2 separate regions of the Anser cygnoides genome follow, and region 2 is linked to region 1. The links are chromatin contacts, called in public Hi-C maps. All regions are on one chromosome and are shown on one strand. Each heading gives the region's core, a stretch centred on a gene start, on an enhancer-like site or on the middle of the called end of the contact. The rest is flanking DNA. Distances are from core to core; before and after follow the strand shown.

Region 1 (3,394 bases), core at 243-2,742:
CAATTAACGCTGAACGCCCAAAACACGTTTATTTTGGGGCAGGAGGACAGCCTTACCCATACTTAGCTGAAATAGCCAGGCACATATAAAGGAAGGCAAGAATAGCAAGGCTGTCGGGAGCTGAGGCTTCGGCAGGGATTCCAGCAAACTCTTTCAGTGCTTCCAGCAGTTCTGCGCTGGGGGGCTTAGACTCATCAAAGTCAGCTAGGGAGGCAAGCAGGGGAGAATTCAAACACTTAGAAGCCAGGAAATTGTTAAACCCGAAAGCTGCATTTACACAAACAACTCTTGTTAGAGGAGGCAGACACGGACTACGAACTAGTTTCACGTTTTACCTACAAGCTTTCTGCTCAGGATAAAACAAAGCAAAACCACCAACCACCCCGAGAACCTGATCTTCCTCCATCCCCACACCTGCACCATCTGACAGAGACTCCGTGCGTTCACTTCTCACATGTGCCCATCCACCACCAGGCAGAATTTGGCAAGCCAAATGCTGGTTATTAAACAACAGGGACGCTGAGGTTCTTCAGACGCGTCTGAGATGCAACAGCCAGGGCAGGGATGAGCACAAGAGAAGTTCTGGCCGGTGCCGAGGTTACCGACGTGCTGACCCTGCGGACTTTGTCCTGCTAAGCAAACAGAGCTGGTGAGGGTCGGGGGAGCTGGTGCCAGGTCCTGCAGTGGGAAGGGACCCATGGAGTCACCCGGCACGAGACGCTGAGCGCCCGGGGGCGGCTGGGGCTGGATGGGGCCCTTACAGACCCCCTGGTTCCAGCTCCCTGCCCTAACCCCGGGTCCCCCCAGTCCCATCCAGCCCGTGAGGGACGGGACACCCCCTTACCCCGTGCCCCTGTCAGTTGATGAACCCCCCCTACCCCAACCCAACCCAACCCAAGCCCCCAACCCAACCCAACCCAACCCCAACCCTAACCCCATCCCACCCCCCCCCCCAAGCCCAGTGCCTCCCCCCCGGGACCCCCCGGTCCCCTCTCACCCTCGAGGCGACCCCTGAGGGCGCGGAGGCCGGGCAGGTCCCAGCTCCTGAGGACGCCGACGCCGGGCAGGCGGACACGGAGCCGCTCCTCGCCGCCGGGCCGCAGGCACAGGAAGGTGCGGAGCCCCAGCGCCACGGCCAGCGCCGCCTGCGGGACGAACGGGACGGAACGGGACGGGACGGGGCGTGAGGACCGGGAACACGAAGCCCAGGCCCGTCCCGCCCCGTGGCGGCGCTCACCTTGCCGTGCACCACGGCGTGCTCCCCGTGCAGGATCACCTTCCCCGGCGCCGACACCACCAGGCCCCGCTCCGCCATGGCCGGCCGCCGCCGGGCACCGCGCCCCGCTCCGGCTTCAGCCGCCGGCCCCGCCCCGCTCGCTCCCAGCCAATCGCGGGGCTCGCAGAGGGGACGGGGCCGCGGGCCGGCCAATCGGGAGGCGGCGGCGCGGGGTGGCGAGGCGCTGGGGTGAGGCCGGCGGGGGCCTGGCGGGGGCCCCGGAGGGGTTGCGGCGGGAGGCGGCGATGCTGCGGCGGGCGGCGGCGGCGGCGGCCCGGGGGGTGCGGAGGCCGCTGGGGCTGCGGCAGCGCGGCGGGGCCGGCAGGTGGGGCTGGGAACGGGGCCGGGGAGCGGGAGCGGGGATCGGGGCCAGGGCCGGGAACGGGGCCAGGGACTGGGACGGGGTGCGGGGACCGGGGCCGGGGATCGGGGCCGGGAACGGGAGCGGGGGCCGGGGATCGGGGCCGGGACCAGGGAACGGGACCGGGATCGGGGCCAGGGATCGGGACCGGGGACCGGGACGGGGTGCGGGGAGCGGGGACTGGGGCCAGGGAGCGGGGACTGGGGCCGGGGATCAGGACCGGGGATCGGGACCGGGGCTGGGGACCGGGCCCGGGGCCGGGAGCTGCCTGCCGCCCCCTGACGACCCCCACCTCCCGCAGCCCCGCCGGCGGTGCCCGCGCCCCGAGGATCTACACGCGAACGGGGGACGGAGGTGGGCCCGGGGCGGCCGGGGAGCGGGGCCTGCTGGCCCTGCCCGGTCCTGAGCCCCCCCCGCGCCTGCCGCAGGCTTCTCCAGCACCTTCACCGGGGAGAGGAGGCCCAAGGGCGACCGCGTCTTCGAGGCGCTGGGCACCACGGACGAGCTGAGCTCCGCCATCGGGTGAGCGCCCCGCGGGGCCTCCCCCGGCCTCCTCCTCCCCGAGCCCCGGGGGGCCGCAGCCCCCCGCTCACCCCCTTTCCCCGCCGCAGGCTAGCCAGCGAGTTCGGCGTCGAGAAGGGGCACGCGTTCGTGGAGCAGCTTCGCAAAGTGAGTGCTGCCGGCAGGCCTTCCTCACCCCGCGGCCCCGCCGCGTGCCGCGCTGGTTTTAGGCAGGATGCTCCCGTTGACACGTAGGAACTTAATTAAATAAATTAAATAAAATAAACTTAGCATTAAAATATTAGGATGAAGCATCCCCTAAATATTTAAGGCTCTGAGCCACAGTTACCCCCCAAGAGACAAACTTTAACCAGGAAGGAAACCGGCAGCTCAAGCAGATCGGTTGCGGGCAGATAAACGTATCCACATGTACCCAGATCTGTGCCCCCACATGTCACGGATGTGAGTTAAGTCTCGTCACGGAGCCTCAGGTTTGGGATCAGGGCACCAAAACTACGTGGGCGCGATGGTGGGAGACTGCTCCCACCGTGGCATCATGTGGGTTTTACTAACTGGCTTCGCTGTGCACAGGACCTCAGAAGGAGCTAATCGGAGACCTTACAGAGCTTTACCAGGCTGCCTCTGAAACGTCCCGTGCTATGGAGAGATGCTCCTCTCAGAAGTGGATGTGACACTGAGCCAGCACCATCTCCAGCTGTTTGTCACTGCCACTCTCTCAGAGGTTCCTGGTTCGATGTCCCACCAGCAACCAGATCCTGCGAGTACCCCTGGTCTCCTCTCGCCAGGGTCATCCAGGGTGGTTTAATGTGCCAGTGAAAACGAGTACACGCGATAATCTGGTTTCTCATAAAGCAATTAGGGAGCACGTATCTGATCCCTCCTGCCAGCAGGCTGGGGATGATGAACAACAAGGGTCGGATCCTCTTTAATCAGCACAACCAGCTGTCGCCTCCCAGAGCTTGCTGTGGTTGTACTGGAGCATCAAAGGCTGGATAACGCAAACACTTCTTATTTTTGTCCTGATTGCCACATCTAGGTCCAGTGCATGCTGCAGGATGTGGGCTCCAACATCGCGACGCCTCTCTCCTCAGCCAGGGAAGCTCACTTAAGTAAGCCCCAGAGGATTTTCCTGGGATAACAGGTCGTGAATCCACGCTGTGCTGGACTGGTGCTGGAAGGCTGCCCCGGCGTGCGGCACTGAGAGCTGCCCAAGGGCTGCTCCACACCGTGTGGCT
Region 2 (3,394 bases), core at 456-2,955, 150 kb after region 1:
AAAAAGCTTACAAGCAAGCTCTATCCTAAATCAGGCAGACAAAAACCCAAAGAACCGACATACCTCACTACACACAAGTTAAGGAACACAGCTCCTACCTAAGTCTAAACTCACCGCGGTTTTTCTGCCAAGGTTATGGAAGTACTTTGAGTACAAACAACCAAAGCTTTCAAAAATCCACAACACTACGAGGGTATTTTCCAAGGAGGTTTCCTTAGATTTGAATTTTACGACTCATTCACAGTGATATCCACGATTACAAACACAGCTTATTGCCAAGGGGATTACCTAAGCCAGTCACACATATTTTTTAATTACAGCTCATTAACATAGTGGAAAAAAGCAAGTTGTACGAGATGCAAAAACAGGCACTATGTTATATGCCGGTAACACTAAAAATAAGGTCAAGAGCCCCACTGAATTTTTAAGGGAAAGCCCACGGCTGGTAATAAAACATCAAAACTGAACTTGGGTGTGGGAGGAGATCAACCGAGCGGGACCCGCAGGTGCTGTGAGCCAGCAGCACCCATGCCAGGGCAGCCCGCAGGACCCCACAGCCGTGCCCGTGTCCGTGCCCATACCCCCCCCAGAGACTGGCACCCCCCCAGCCGCACTCACATCCCTGATGTCGCACATCTGCGTCCAGGTGAAGACCTGCTCCGGGGGCGGGTACACGGTGTGCCGCTTCCTCTCCTCCGCCACGAAGGCCATCAGCTGCGGGCAGAGCGGGCGGATCAGCAGGGACCGGGACCGGGACCCCCCCCACCCCGGCCCGGCGCTCACCTCCAGGAAGTAGGGCTTGGAGAACTCCTTGGCCAGCTGCCGCCGCCAGCTCTCCCCGAAGCCCGGCGGCACGTTGCGCTCTGCCAGCCGCTGCAGCGCCGCCTCCTTGTTCCTGCGGATCCGCTCCTGCTGCTCCGGGCTCAGCGGCGAGGCCCCGCCCGCCTCGCTCCCCGCAGCCTTCGCCTTCTTGGCGGCGGCGGCACCACCGGCCTGGAAACGGCGAACGAGCAGGCGGCTGCAGAGCGGGCCCAGCCTCTGGCCGAGCACCCGGAGCGGCCCGGACGCCATTCCGAGCCGTTCCGCGCCCCGCTCCGCCCCGCTCAGGGCGGTCCCGCGGTGCCCGCGCCCCACGCGGCTTTTTCGCGGCAAAACAGCGCCGAGCCCCGCCCCCCGCGCGCTCTGAATTTCCTATTGGCCGCGGGCAGACGGTCCGCTCCTCCCTATTGGCCAGCCGCAGCGGCGCGGGGCCAGTCTACCTAGCAACCGTGCCCTGAGGATGCCCCCCGAGCCCATGGGGCGCCGGCGGAGCGCGGGCTCCTTTGGCGGGGCAGCGCCGCGGCGTTGGGACGGGACCGGAGCCCCGCATCCCCCCCGGGACACCGGCGCCCCCCAGCGCCCCGTGCACCCCCAGGTCCCCGCTCCCCCCAGCAGCCGCTCCCCGCATCCCTCTCCCCATCACCTCGGCATCGCCGCCCGGCTCCGGGGAGCGGCTGCGCTTCCTGGCGGGCGCGGGGCCGAAGAAGGAGAGCAGCGTGCGCTGCCCGATCATGGCTGCGGCGGCGGCGGCGGGACCCGCGTGGGCTGGGGAGGCGAATTGGCGCCAAAACCGGACGAGGGGGCGGGGCGAGGGGCGGGGCGGGGCGGGGGGCGGGGCTCCGCGCGCGCATCCGCGGCTCGCGGCACCGGGGGCTGATGGCGGGGAGGTGCGGGAAGAGGCCGCGGCCGGAGGAGGCGGAGGGGGAGGACGGGGGGGCCGTGCCCGTGCCCGTGCCGCCGCCCCCCCCCCTGCCGCCAGATCCGCGGGCAGGGCCTGAGCTGCGAGTACCGGCTGCTGTTCGGCCCCGCCGAGGCGGACGGCGTCCTGCGGCGGCTGGAGCGGGACGTGCGGTACCGGCCGGGTGAGCGCCCGGGAGCCGCCGCCGCCGAGCGGGGAGGGAACGGCGGCGGCACCGGGGGGGGGAGAAACAGAGGTGGGCGGCTGTCAGCTGCTGCCTGCGGGACCCGGGAACTCGGGGGGCTGACATCCCCTGGGGGGGACATCCCGGGGCGGTGGCATCCCCCGGTAACCGGGCCGCGGAGCTAACCCCGACCCCTTTGCCTCTCGTTTGAGCAGACGACCAGACCAAGCTGCACGTCTTCGGCAAATGGCACAGCATTCCCAGGAGGCAGGCAGTCTACGGAGACCCCGAGCTGACGTACACGTACTCGGGGGTCACCTTTTCTCCCGAGCCCTGGATCCCAGTTCTCGAACACATCAGGGACCGCGTTGCCTCGGTCACGGGACACAACTTTAATTTTGTCCTCATTAACAGGTACGTCAGATGTCCGACTGCATCGAGCAGCTTGTCGTTCAGATGAAAAATTGCTTGCTTGAGTGTCAATAGATCACTGAAAAATTGTTTGACGTTCATTTTATGGAACTGGGAGAACTAATTATTCCGCTTACAGATACAAAGACGGTCTGGACCACATAGGCGAACACCGAGATGACGAGAGAGAACTGGTCCCACGCAGCCCCATCGCGTCTGTGTCCTTCGGAGCCTGCAGGGACTTTGTTTTTAGGCACTGTGATTCCCGAGGGAAAAACGCAACGCGCCGCATCAAGCCCGTCACGCTGCAGCTAGCCCACGGCAGCCTGCTTATGATGAAGTACCCCACCAACGTGTACTGGTATCACAGCCTGCCCGTCCGCAAGAGGGTGCTCAGTCCGAGGATCAACCTGACGTTTCGGAAAGTGATAGCTATAGACAAGAAGTGAGATACTCGGCGATCAAGCACCCGGTCTTTAGACTCTGAAAATGAAGGTTTTCTTCCCCAGTATGGCTGCCAGTTTGTGCCTCAAACAGTCTTTGACAATCCAAAGCATTAAACCAGAAAAGTTGATAGTATACCTGGTAATTTGCTAATAAATAGTGCAACTATTGATCTGCAGTGCCAAGAATGCTTTGTCAGTATGCTGTTGCTGTAGTCCTGCTGACACACGTATTTTTAATGAGTAATACCCTTGTTTTGGTCGGGAGGAAGTTTGTTCTCATCTGATCTTAATCTGGCCGCTTGCTCAGAAAGATCAAAATACTCTGTATCGTTGAGATAGCAGTGAAAAGTTTGTAAATTCTATAAAGTGCAAGGTGTGATCATTCCGAGTGAGCCTGTAAGCTGACAGCATTCATTGCCTGACACTTTCTAATATGTTCTGTCAATGAGTTACACGTTGCTTGTTTTTAAAAATAAAATACAAATGAGACCAACGTGAAAGGAGGATTGCTAAGATACAAACACAGTGAGTGCAATATGCTGTACAGTCACTATGACCAGTCTGCAGCTATTCCTCCGTTGCTTTACCTCGTCTGCTTGCACGGAAGACCGGGTTCTTTTGGTCAGCAGCGTGGTG

Evidence for each region. A called contact is a pair of places that touch in the nucleus more often than the background predicts.
Region 2: a contact with region 1 is called in a Hi-C map of liver, with 4 times the contacts expected there. The contact joins the promoter of ALKBH2 here to the promoter of MMAB in region 1. A contact is called at or near these places in 2 of 7 Hi-C or Micro-C datasets (both in liver).

The regions. Positions count from the first base shown.
Region 1 is chr17:1,630,806-1,634,199 of Taihu_goose_T2T_genome, forward strand. It overlaps MMAB (metabolism of cobalamin associated B), which reads left to right and starts at 1,493. Exons shown (of 10, transcript XM_066978724.1): 1 at 1,493-1,601; 2 at 1,939-1,991; 3 at 2,066-2,159; 4 at 2,249-2,306; 5 at 3,196-3,268. The coding sequence starts at 1,522. MVK (mevalonate kinase) reads right to left here and starts at 1,393. Exons shown (of 11, transcript XM_066978721.1): 1 at 1,238-1,393; 2 at 998-1,145; 3 at 57-204. The coding sequence starts at 1,315.
Region 2 is chr17:1,781,500-1,784,893 of Taihu_goose_T2T_genome, forward strand. ALKBH2 (alkB homolog 2, alpha-ketoglutarate dependent dioxygenase) reads left to right here and starts at 1,706. Exons shown (of 3, transcript XM_048073659.2): 1 at 1,706-1,901; 2 at 2,117-2,315; 3 at 2,452-3,251. The coding sequence starts at 1,706. The coding sequence ends at 2,761. It overlaps UNG (uracil DNA glycosylase), which reads right to left and starts at 1,621. Exons shown (of 7, transcript XM_066979193.1): 1 at 1,463-1,621; 2 at 784-993; 3 at 619-714. The coding sequence starts at 1,552.